Linked DNA regions of Macaca mulatta: region 1 is linked to region 2. A link is a contact called in public Hi-C data. All regions are on one chromosome and are shown on one strand. Each heading gives the region's core, a stretch centred on a gene start, on an enhancer-like site or on the middle of the called end of the contact. The rest is flanking DNA. Distances are from core to core; before and after follow the strand shown.

Region 1 (5,315 bases), core at 226-2,725, 410 kb after region 2:
CAAATAGTAATTTTTAAAAGCTAGCTCGCAACTTCAGAAAAATTAAAAGCTGTACAAAACAGGAAATATGTGAGTATACTTTTTGACACTGTGATAAACAATACGGTTTTGAGTCCCCATGTAAACACTATTTATTGATTTACAAAGTTTCAGACAAAGATGGTGGAATTACAATTAGAGAGCAGAAGGCAAATCTTATCATCTCAACATTGTACAGGAACAGCAAAAACGGAGGGAAGCAAATTGTTAATTTGAATGATACAGGAGAGTTCGTATAGCTGAAAGCCAAGATTTCAGATCAGAAGAGCTTGCCAGTGGCTGTAAGAAGACCTCCATCTAGGATCATGGCTGCGAGAAAAAAGCAGAAAGGAAAAGCAGACCATCTGCCAAAGAATGAGGATCAAGCTGGCATTACATTTCACGTCGGCAATACTAGATGCTCAAGAAAAAGGGAGAATGCCTTTTTATTGGGAGATGGAAGTGGCAGATACGGAATGAAAAAATGAGGACTCATGATAAATTGCTTGCTGTTAAAGGAACAAATGTTCTCCTCAGATAATCAATAAAGATCTAAAATAGAAATATGACTAACAGGAGATATTGAGTGATTTAAGTTACATTCTCATCTGTCAGTGTAGGAAAACAAATATATATAAAACTAATAACTCAAGAGTTATCAATGTAAGCATATTATTCAGAGACAGAGAGGTTGCTAACCAAAACATGCTATAAAAATTAAAAGTTACATATGTGGAGAGACATTCAGGATAAGAAGACTGGGACAGGAACGATTACTCTTCAGCTGGAGTGCTTTTGTCTTTTGTTATTGTTATCATATGGAATTTTCTCATTTTGATAAAGTGTTTAAATGGTTAATATAAAAACTCAAGTATACAAATGTTCCTAAGATATGTGCAATCCACTCTTAGATACAGTTGATCAAATGTATGTAAAATTTAAGTGACAAAGTGTTCTTCTACAATATGTTTAATGCTGAACATGATTTCAGAACAGGGAGATGCTCACTTTATTTTGATAAACAGCCTTTAATTCTCTAATGTTCAAACCCAACAAGATGTAAAGTGTTCTCCAGTACCCTCTTCCATTTGGAGACATCTGTGCTCATTGATCTACAAAGGGCAGGGAATGCCTGATTATTTTATTATGTCATTTGCTACTACCGGAATTATTCATGATCATTTACCAGTAAGCCGAGAACACGTGGGGCTGATATCTTGATTCAGAACCCCAAGCCTAAAAGGGATACAAGTCTTTAGTAAATTTAGAAGCAGATTCCACTCTACCACCAGCATGCCCTTCATCTACCTTTAAACACATGTGTTTATCACCAGAAACTGTATGTGCATTTTGCAAGGAATGTCCTTTTGTACAGCAGAGAACAAAGGGATTTTTCTGCAAAGTGATACTGAAACCTGATCACTGATGCATACTCTCTTGCCAGCATCTTGCCTATTGAATATCATCCCAGCCTATTATTCCGATATTGTTCTCTTTGGAAAAGAAGACAAAGATGAGGAGTTCATTTAAAGTGCTCGAACAGTACCCTCTGCTGGTTGAGTTTAAGCTGAAGAGTTGATGTGTAGCAGGGCTTGTGACACATGGCAAAAAGAAGAAAAGCAAGCAAGAGAAAAACTGTAGACCAGGATGCATAAGGCAAACATGAATAGAAATCCATTAGTAATTTTGGTTACATATAAGGAAACTGACATTTTAGGCATCATAGCACATATATAATGCAAAGGCGCTGTATTAATTCCTAATAGAATACTCCGTTCTTACAAAAAGAATATATTGAGTGACTTTGCATATTACCTTCAAGGTCTTTGCTTTACAAAATGCTTCACAAGCTCCCCCAGTGAGTTCCTCTAGTGCTCTGAATATGTGGCATATCTTTGGGTAACATATTAACTGTGCAAAACTAACTGCAAACTGTTTCTTAGGTCACAGACCAGGACTCTTCATGATACCAGAGATACTTGCACTTACGTGATGTGTTTATACGTGTTTAGGAAACATTCACGATTAATTTTTAATGTCTTGCTAATAGGTAAGAAACAAGGGTTTGGAGATGGCAAGATTAATTTCTCTGACAAAGAAAAAAATGAGTAACGTATGTTCTCCAGGGCAGGGGATCTGGAGATCTGTTTTGCTTAATATAGTATAAATTCATAATAAATTGAGTAGCAAATAAAAACAGATGCAGTCTTACATTTTAGAAGAGTAGAGCTAGGGTTTTTTTATATCTTTGACTATAAAATCCATGAGATATTCAGCTCTCCCTGCCTACCCAGGGGGTAGAGTTCACTTCCCATTCTCACCAAGCATTGGTAGTAGAGAAAACAGTCAACAGATTTTAGACAGTTACATAGCGAGACACCTTATGGGCCTTTATTCTGTTTCCTCCAAAGTAAGAGCGGGGGAAATTTAAATGCCCACAGTCACCGACCAATAAAGTACATGAATGGCACACACTGAGTTTGAGGAAAAGCACATGATCCTCTTGGTCTATCTTTAATTTTTGGTGGAGACAACAATATCAAGAAACGATTCTCCACTAGAAGAAAAGCAACAGTGCAAATATGATGATAAACAATAACTGAAGCCTCACTTTGATGTTAGGGAGACAATTAGGAGTAGGAAGACTGATGAAATGGACAGTGTGTGCCCCACTTAAACTGGCCAGACACCGCTGGATGTGGTGGCTCGTGTCCGTAATCCCAGCATCAAGACCATCCTGGCTAACACAGTGAAACCTCGTCTCTACTAAAAATACAAAAATTAGCTGGGTGTGGTGGCACATGCCTGTAGTCTCAGCTACTCGAGAGGCTGACGCAGGAGAATCGCTTGAACCCGAGAGGCAGAGGTTGCGGTGAGCCGAGATCACGCCACTGCACGCCAGCCTGGGCGACAGAGCGAGACTCCATCTCATAACCAAAACAAACAAACAAACAAAAAATACTGGCCAGATACAAGCACTTGTATTGCAGCCATGAAGCCCAGAGGACCCAGAGTTGCCACATCATTTGATGATTCAAGAGGAGCTTGAAATCAGAATATTTACTCTTTGGGGCTCAAATCTTTACAAAAGAGTCTGTGAGCCAAAAAAACAGAAAAATATTTACAAATTAAACTTATCCCATGGGCCAGCAGTGTGCAACTACCACAGACTCAAAGTTCTTTCCTCCTGCCTCAGGGCCTTTGTACATGCTCATCATTCTCCCAGGAATTTTCTCCTCTCATTTCCCCTGCCTTCCTCCTAGTTAACTACACTCACCCCTCTGGTATTGACTCAATTTTCACTGCCTCCAGGAAGTCCTTTCTGATCTGCTAGATTAGCTTAGGCCCCTTGTGATATGATCTACCACTTTTCTGTACCTTCTCATCATAGCACATAGCACAGTTTGTAATTATATGTTTATTTGCATAACTATTTGATTGTTTTTCTCCTCCACCATGAGGTCAGAGGCCATGTCTCTGTTGTTCAGCAGCGCATTGCCTATAATAAAGGAGGTATTGGTAAATAATTGCTAAATGAATGGTTAGTAACTTTAAAGTAGCTCTTCATAGGCATAGCTGGAGCTATTCATCTGTGGTTAATATCATATCACATGAACCCTTAGATTTGGGGATTGGAGGTGGGAAGGTCTGGGTTGGAATCTTAAATAGCCTACTTACTGTCTGAGTAAGTTGCTGATCCTCCCAGAATTTGTCTCCTCATCTTAAAAAAATGGCCCTCAGATTTGTGCAGAGGACATACCTAAATACTTTACAGTACTAACACCTAGTAGTTGTTCAATAAATGCTAATTATTATTATTATCATTACCTTTAATATTAATAGTCTACTCACACTGATTTGCCCACATCCCCTCTGGTCCCAGTGGCGGGAATTTGACAGATCTAAAATAATAGTCCCATTTCAATACTTTTGACCTCAGAAGAGCGTTCTCCCAACGAGAGAATAACAGTATTCTCCTACCACTCTAGCTAACTAGGCATGAATATCTGGACTTTACTCTGTATTCAGGAAATCAGGCCTGGAAGAGGTCTTACAATCCAGTGTTTCATAGAATACTTTTTAAGTCAGAAAGATTTATTCACCACTGATATCTTTCCTGATTGTGTAAGTGATCTAAATCAATCCCCTAATAACATGGGATATTTATCGTAGGCCTCACAACCTGCCAGGAGAGAGTTACAAACTAAGATAGAACAATGGGCGTATTATCCCTGAGGTAAACCATGTGATTCTCTGACGTAGGATGTCTGGGAAGGAAGCATTAGGTGTGAGTCATGGCATTGGAGCCAGGCTCACCTGGGCTCATGTTTTTTGTCACCTCAGCTCTGTGGTCTTGGCCAAATCATTAGGCCTTGCAGGTGAAACTAGGCTCATAAAACCTGCTGGGAAGGTTTTTTGAAGACGGAAGAGAGTGTGTGGAAGACAGCCTGGCACACAGAAGAGGTGTTCAATCAATGATACCTGCATAACCAAGGGGGATTTGAGCATTGAACTCATTGCCCACCATTACTTCCCCCAAATAAAATTCTATTTAGTTCACACAGAATAGTACAAACCACCGCAAGCTGGGTTGTGTACTGTAAATCATAAGATTTCAAACCTATTATGGAAGAAATGAGATCATCTTTGAGATATTTAGGGTCACGGATAAAGTGGGCCAGAAATTTACCCATTACATACAGCACTTTGTCCTCTCCTTCCACCGAAAAGCAGGGAGAAGTCTGACCTCACCCATAGTGCTCCTCTGGAAGTCTGGCCGGGAAACCAGCCAACTATAGTCACTAGCCTACCACGTAGTGGCGGTTCCAGCATTTACATTCTAAGATCAGGTTGGTACCAGGTTCATCCTGTGGCACAAATCCGGACCACTTTGTAATAAAATGTCCACGAGTCCCACCTTTCATCATTTTCTTTTTTTTCTTTTTCAATGTCTACATGATCCCAGAGACCTCACACCCACTTCCCCAGCCCTTAGCCTCCCCCTCAAATTGAGCGCAGTACAGGTAATCATCCATTGCTCCCAATTCAGAGCATCTGCAGTTCTCAGTTATACCCATGTGGCAGCATACCCTGAGTCTGACCCGGGTACCTGTTGGTCTTCCCGACCATGGGAACACAAAACCATGGTCAGATTTATCTTTGCTTTCCCAGAAATCGGAACGTAGAAGATGCTTGCTTATATCTGCCCACAAAAGGGACTATTTGTGGCTAATTTATCAGAGAGGAATATATTCAAAGGATGTTGGGTGATTCCCACAGTCTCCAGGAAGCTAGAT
Region 2 (6,179 bases), core at 2,023-4,522:
TTAGGATTTATCTGAAATAAAAGTCTGAAAATGGGGAATCGAGAAAGCATTTCAACTTTTGAGAATAAAAGTTCATAAACATACCTTTTGTTGAATTCCAGCTTATGTGATTTTTATGTAAATCTTGCAGGTGATGAAAAGCAAAAAGCAACCAATCTCTCTGTAGTGTTTAGCCTGTTCTTTTAAGACTATGGGTCACCTGCCCCGGGAAATTTCTAAACAAGGAATCCATGGGGCAAAGTAATCGTTTTTTCAAAGGTGGGTCAGAATGGAACATTTCTATCTTCACTTCAACAGGGAAGCAATGAAATGTAATCCTTTTGAGTTATCACATTTTTGGTAGATGCTACCGTGGTCTCTTATCCTTATTTCATGAGATCCTTAGCCTGTGAATGTGTCCATGTTTTGACTTTAGAAATTTTTAAAGCATGTTATTCCTGTGTTGCCTCTAACACCTAAATATGTATACACAGAGCATCTTCATTCCTCAAATGTTTTTTCAGCATGACCAGTGTGCAACTGATATTCACAGTTTATAGAACCTGTCTTCTAAGAAAAAATACTTTTAGCTAAACCTCTATAATCATGACAAGAGATTGATTAAAATGCCAAGATAAGAAACAATTTATTATAGAGAGAAGAAAAATTTCTCATCCAAAATATAGAAATCTGTACAACTTTGCCACAATCAATATACATGAACTGTACAAATTTACACCAGTTCATAATTTACCAAATAAAAGATGACTAACAAAGTTCACAAAATAGATGGTGGTTTGTGGAAAAGACTTTTACCCAATTAAGTACAAGGAAAGTTACAAACCAGACCTCCACTTTCTAAAAATAAGAAGTTTACTCAGTCTTAGAAAACTACAAGCTAGCAAATGTACAGAGAGCTGGCTGGTGCTACCACCACAGTTGAGACAGTGTCTTTTTTAAGGGTCTTTTTTAAAGCCTGTTGCCATGGCAGATTCTGGTCACTTGCTACTTTCAAGGCCAAAAACACAATACAAGGTCTGACCATTTCCCCAGGTCATGCTTACTAGTTTGTCTTTATGTACATTTATACATAAGTGCTAGGTAAAAGTCTTGTAAAATTTCCAGTACTACCATGTTTAAAACGTTCAGCTTTCCTATTGAGCTGCCAAAAAGGTTAACAGTAACAATTTTCAAGTGTAATAGTGCAAATTCCTCTGCGAGATTTACTGCAGAGAAAGGTTCTTTGAAATACAGATTTTCTTTAAAGGGACTGATGTAAAAATTCAGGTGTGTCTGGGAGAAACTGAAACCACCCTAAGGACTTCCCTCCCTAGCAAATAAAGTGATCATTTACTTGGACTCACAGGCTATTAAAATTAATCATTGAAAGGTACTGTCCAAACTATGGCACTGTCACTTAAAAAATTTTTTTTTTACCATTCTATCTTGTGCCAGATCTTCACAGCTGTGACATGGTTTAAATTCCATAATCCATCCCCAAGAGGAGCCCACCCAAAGCAAAAATCAAATTTATCCATCATTATAAGATGATCCATCCACAGACTATATCTTAACCTGATACAGTCATCATATTGTAGTTTTTGGAAGGGCTCGTTCTGCCCAAGAGAAGTTCCTCCTTACAGCTGATTCGGCTGTCTACCATTTGCACGTTGGTGCTGTTTTGAGTGCTACCTCCTGCTGGTGAGGCTTCATACAGCACACAGATGGAGCCATCCTCTCCAATTCTGTAGGACACTTCGTAGGGGTCAACCCAGAGTGTGAGTTCACTTGGGAGAAGCCTGAACAGCTCCTGACTGCTCAGTCCAATCCGCTGTGCTGCCTGTCCAATCAGAGGATCCATTTTATGGTTGATGCGAATACAACGGTAACCCGATCCCTTGCATGGCTTTTCTGGGAACCAGTGATGTTTATAATGTTCTATAGAAAAAAAGAAGAACAGAGAAACAACAATTAGGATCGTTAGCTCCCAGTGTGATTTCCTCCTACCCCAGGATCCCTTGAGGAGCGAAAATGAAAACTATCAACTTTTTAAAATGTCCAGGATTGCATCCGTTGTTGTGTATGTGCGGGGATGGAGAAAAAGCGGGCAGGGTTTTAGAAATAACGCAGTAGTACGGGACAAAACAATCTCCAGGAACCAACTGGTTGAGCCGCCAAAACAGGAATCAGGCGCGCAGCCTCGGCCAGCCGGGAAGCCAGTGGCACCTATGGCCAGGCGAGAAACTGTTTACTTTCTCCACCCCACCCCAGATGCACACAATGGAGTTGGTGGCTTTGGAGATGAGAAGCGCCATCGGACTGTTAACCCCGAAGGGAAGAAAAACAAGCAACCCTAAACCACGCTCTGGGAAGGGCTGTAATTGTGCCGGTGACAAATCCGATGATTAATGGGCAGGAGCAGGAGGCGCGGGGAGACTGCACGTCCGTTCTGAGCTGGCTCCGGAGCAGTGGCGCGGCTTCCCACCCCGGGGCTGGGCCGCCGACCACGCAACGGTTGGAGAGGACTGAGGGAAGGGGGCGTCGAACCCACCCCAGCCCCGCGGCTCCTTTGTCCCCAAATCCGCCGACGGTCCACGGACCGCAGCTCCCGCCTCGGTGGGTTTAAGTTTCTTTGTTGTGCGTGTTTTCTTCTCCACTCCGTTTTGCCAACTGGGGGGAGGGGGCGCCCTCCGTCCAGCCCCCAAAGCCTCGCGGGGAGCCGCTGTTAGCGGCCACCCAGCGCGACCACACCGGTCCCGCGGTGGGGCCCAAGCGCGACCGGCCCCGGGGCGCTGCCGAGGTTCCCGCAGCCCCGACGGCCGGACTCTGACCCAGGGATGTGGGGCCCGCGTCCCTCCGACGCCCTCGCCCTGCTCACCTGCCAGCAGCTCCTGCAGGCTCTGGCTGAAGGTCTGCAGCTGTCGCTCGCTCGTGAGCCCCTTGGTACGGAGGAACTTGGAGATGAAGGACACGGCGGCGGCGATCTCGCCTATCATGGTGGCGGCCCGGGTGTAGAAGGGATGCATGGGGGCGGCGTGCGGGGACGGCCCGGGGCGGCCGGGGCTCGGCGGCGCGGCCCCGACGGCGGAGCGGCCACCCCGGGCTTCCTCACCGGGCAGAAGGCTGAGAGGAAGAGAGGGCGTGAGGGGCAGACGGCTACTTTTTTTTTTCTTTCTTTAGACTAAAAAAGTTATTTTCGAGACAGGAGGCGGCAGGAGAGAAGAACAGACGAGCGATGGCGGCCTGGTCACATCGCTCGGACCTCCCCAGCCGCCTCCGCCTCCAGCTCCCCAGCATCCGAATATCTCAAGAATCGCATTTCCAGCTCCAAGGGGCGAAGAGATGCAGGCGCCGTGCAGCACCCTTTATAGTGCCACGAAAAGGAAGTGGCGTAGCTGGAGCGTGACGGCCGACCCCAGCCAATCCGAATATCGCACCATTGTGACGCAAGCCGGTTCGGGGCCGAAAGGGGCGGGAAAAGAGTCCAGGAGGCGGGTCCAGAGACAGGGAAGAGAGGGAGGAGCTGACGTAATCCGCTTGTAAACAAATAAACCCGGAGTGGCGGCTGGAGACCCAGTTGCTGTGTCGAAGGACGGAGGGAAGCGAGGGTGCGCGTGTGAAAGCTCCGCCCCCAGCCCTAGCTCCGCCTTCCCGCTTCAGCAGGTCCAGGCTCTGCGCCAGTGCATCCTTCTGCAAGAGTGCGCTGCCTGGGCCCGCTTGCCCTGGAGTGTAAGTGCTGGATAAATAAGAGCCGCCTGGCGCAGGCTGTGTCTACTCTCGCGCCGCCTTCTCAGATCGGGCTGCATGTTCCCACTCCGTGTTTACATCTCGTTCCCGCTCCGGATCTCGGTGACTGGCTCCTCAAGCCGGAGGCGCGTGTGGTGCCGGGCGATGCGGGCTCCAGCGCTGTGTGTGCTGGCGGTGCGCTCCGCGAGTGCGGGGGAAAGTGGAGGGAACGGTCCCGCGGGGCGTTCAGTCCAGGGAAAAAGACTGCAGCCTCGGGGAGCCAGGGTCCCTCGCAAACGAGCTGCCAACGCCGCGGAGCCGTTTCTGCTCCACCCTAGGGGAAGAGTAGTGGGATATCTTTGTAAAAGTGTAATTGCAAAATAAGTAGGTTAGTAAGGCCATTTGTGGTTGCTGTTTCAGTAACTTCACCAGTCAATGAAGAGAAGAGTGGAAACCTTACTGGATGCGGACAGGAGAGCCAGTTACTGAAGGCAAATATAATAACGCAGATCCTGTAAAGAGTGGTCTGTATCCAAAAAAAAAAAAAAAAAAATCTGTACAATGTATTTTAAAATTTGTGTACACAAAACCAAAGATTTTTCTTTTTTACCTAGTCCAAATGCCCTCCTAGCCTGAGTCCTGCTCTTTATAAAAATAAAATAAAAAGAATTTGAAGCTTGTGAAAGTATTAAGTGTAGACATTTTAAGTTTATTTGAAACCCTACCAAAAAAAAAAAAAAAAACTTAGAAACCAGTGTAGCAGGAAGGCGGGAGCCTGCTAAAATGATTAGGCCTAGGACAGGGTTAACCCCAACTCCATTAAGGAGAAGGGGGAAAAGAGAAAAAAAAGATGAAGGGAGGCAGGCAGATGGAGAAAGCAAACAGGAGGCAGAAGTTGAACTCTACCAGATGGAAATAAATATCCCGACCTTAGTTGGTCATCAATATTGCAAAACACACCACTTTGAGTTTTTTTTTTTCTTTTTAATACTGAGCTAAAGGATATAGAAATGAAGCAAAAATATGACATTATAAAACAGGATAAAACGTTTTATTGTTTAAAAATATGTAAAACTCGATTTGAAAAAATAACTTCTAGATTTTTTCATTAGGACACATAACTAAATAGTTACGTGTGAAAAAATTAAAGATAGTGGGTTTTTTCTTCTAGAACTTTTCAGATAGAACTATGCTTAAAAATAATAACAATTTCACTGAAGGCATGAAACCTCTTTTACAACTCAAAAAGAAGATAGAGAAGCAAAAGAAAATTCATGAAATTACTGTAACATTAGAATAAGAACTCCTGGTCTCCCACCTAACCTGACCCATCCTTAGTTCCCTGCGTTCACTTACATTGTCGTTCATGTGTCACTGAGTACAAATTAGAAGTCAAGTAAAAGTTTTTCTCTTCCAAACCTGGTCTCCAACTTGGCCTCTCGGTCATGTGCTTAAATTGACTCATCTAAAACACAGAAATATTAAATCAACAAAATGCTAGGATTGGACTCAGACTTCCCCCAAGCCCTTGTTCTCCACACTATTTTTAACTGCCTGCACTAGCAGCAGCAGGACCCCTTCTGAAAGCCTTATAAAACCAGTTGAACAGGGTTAACAGAAAGTTTAATCCACAGACTCAGGGAGAGTTACTTCCCGCCCTGAGTTTTTTTTTATTGTATATGTGTGTTTCCCACCTTAAATCATCCCATTAGGAGACAAATTGATTTGAGAAACTATAGCAATTTTTAACCTGGGAAATCTAGAGAGTACTCAGGAAAAAAAACTGGAAATAAACATTAGTCTTAAACACAAGTCTTAGATGGTGCAGAATGTTAATTGCTAATAGTTTTCAATTCCTGACATATATACGTTTAGTCACATTTTCTGGAAGTTTTGTCAGGCCCTTCCCATCTGGGAAACAAGCAGGTATTTCTTGACACTTTTTGAATTATAAAGGTGCTTTCTGTGTTATGCTAAGTTTACCAAGGCTCTCCCAAGTACTGTGTTATTATCATGCAATTTGATAGTAATTTATGAAATTTTTTTTTTTTTTTTTTTTTGAGACACAGTCTCACTCAGTCACCCAGGCTGGAGTGCAGTGGCACGATCTTAGCTCACTGCAGCCACCGACTCCCGGGTTCAAGTGATTCTCCTGCCTTAGCCTCCTGAGTAGCTGAGATTACAGGCATGCACCACCACACCTGGTTAAATTTTGTATTTTTAGCAGAGATGGTGTTTCACCATGTTGGCCAGACTGGTCTCAAACTCCTGATCTCAGGTGAGCCACCCGCCTCGGCCTCCCAAAGTTTAGGGATTACAGGCGTGGGCCACCACGCCAGGCCTGTCTAATTAATTTCTAAAACTTAGAACATTTCTAATCAAAGTATTAAAAATCTTAGGAATGCTGTCAAAACAAATTCAAAAAAATGAGCCTGGGTTTTAAAATAAGTCGACAAATAAAAGCACAACTATTA

What was found. A called contact is a pair of places that touch in the nucleus more often than the background predicts.
Region 1: a Hi-C map of fetal cortex germinal zone shows a contact between it and region 2, with 6 times the contacts expected there. The contact joins the enhancer-like site here to the promoter of BTG1 in region 2. A contact is called at or near these places in 4 of 14 Hi-C or Micro-C datasets (fetal cortex germinal zone, fetal cortical plate, fibroblasts and 1 more).

What each region holds. Positions count from the first base shown.
Region 1 is chr11:99,880,141-99,885,455 of T2T-MMU8v2.0, forward strand. No RefSeq gene overlaps it. Among named protein-coding and RNA genes, the nearest start is that of PLEKHG7, 120 kb to the right of the region's middle. Within about 2 kb of position 1,476, at least 7 of the 40 cell types and tissues checked have an H3K27ac peak or open chromatin away from gene starts, as enhancers often do. A contact at or near this core is called in fetal cortex germinal zone, where this site is marked.
Region 2 is chr11:99,468,442-99,474,620 of T2T-MMU8v2.0, forward strand. BTG1 (BTG anti-proliferation factor 1) reads right to left here and starts at 3,273. Exons shown (of 2, transcript NM_001266672.1): 1 at 2,858-3,273; 2 at 607-1,917. The coding sequence starts at 3,005. The coding sequence ends at 1,550. It overlaps LOC144332708, which reads right to left and starts at 5,889. Exons shown (of 2, transcript XM_077953222.1): 1 at 5,062-5,889; 2 at 3,368-4,039. The coding sequence starts at 5,170. The coding sequence ends at 3,801.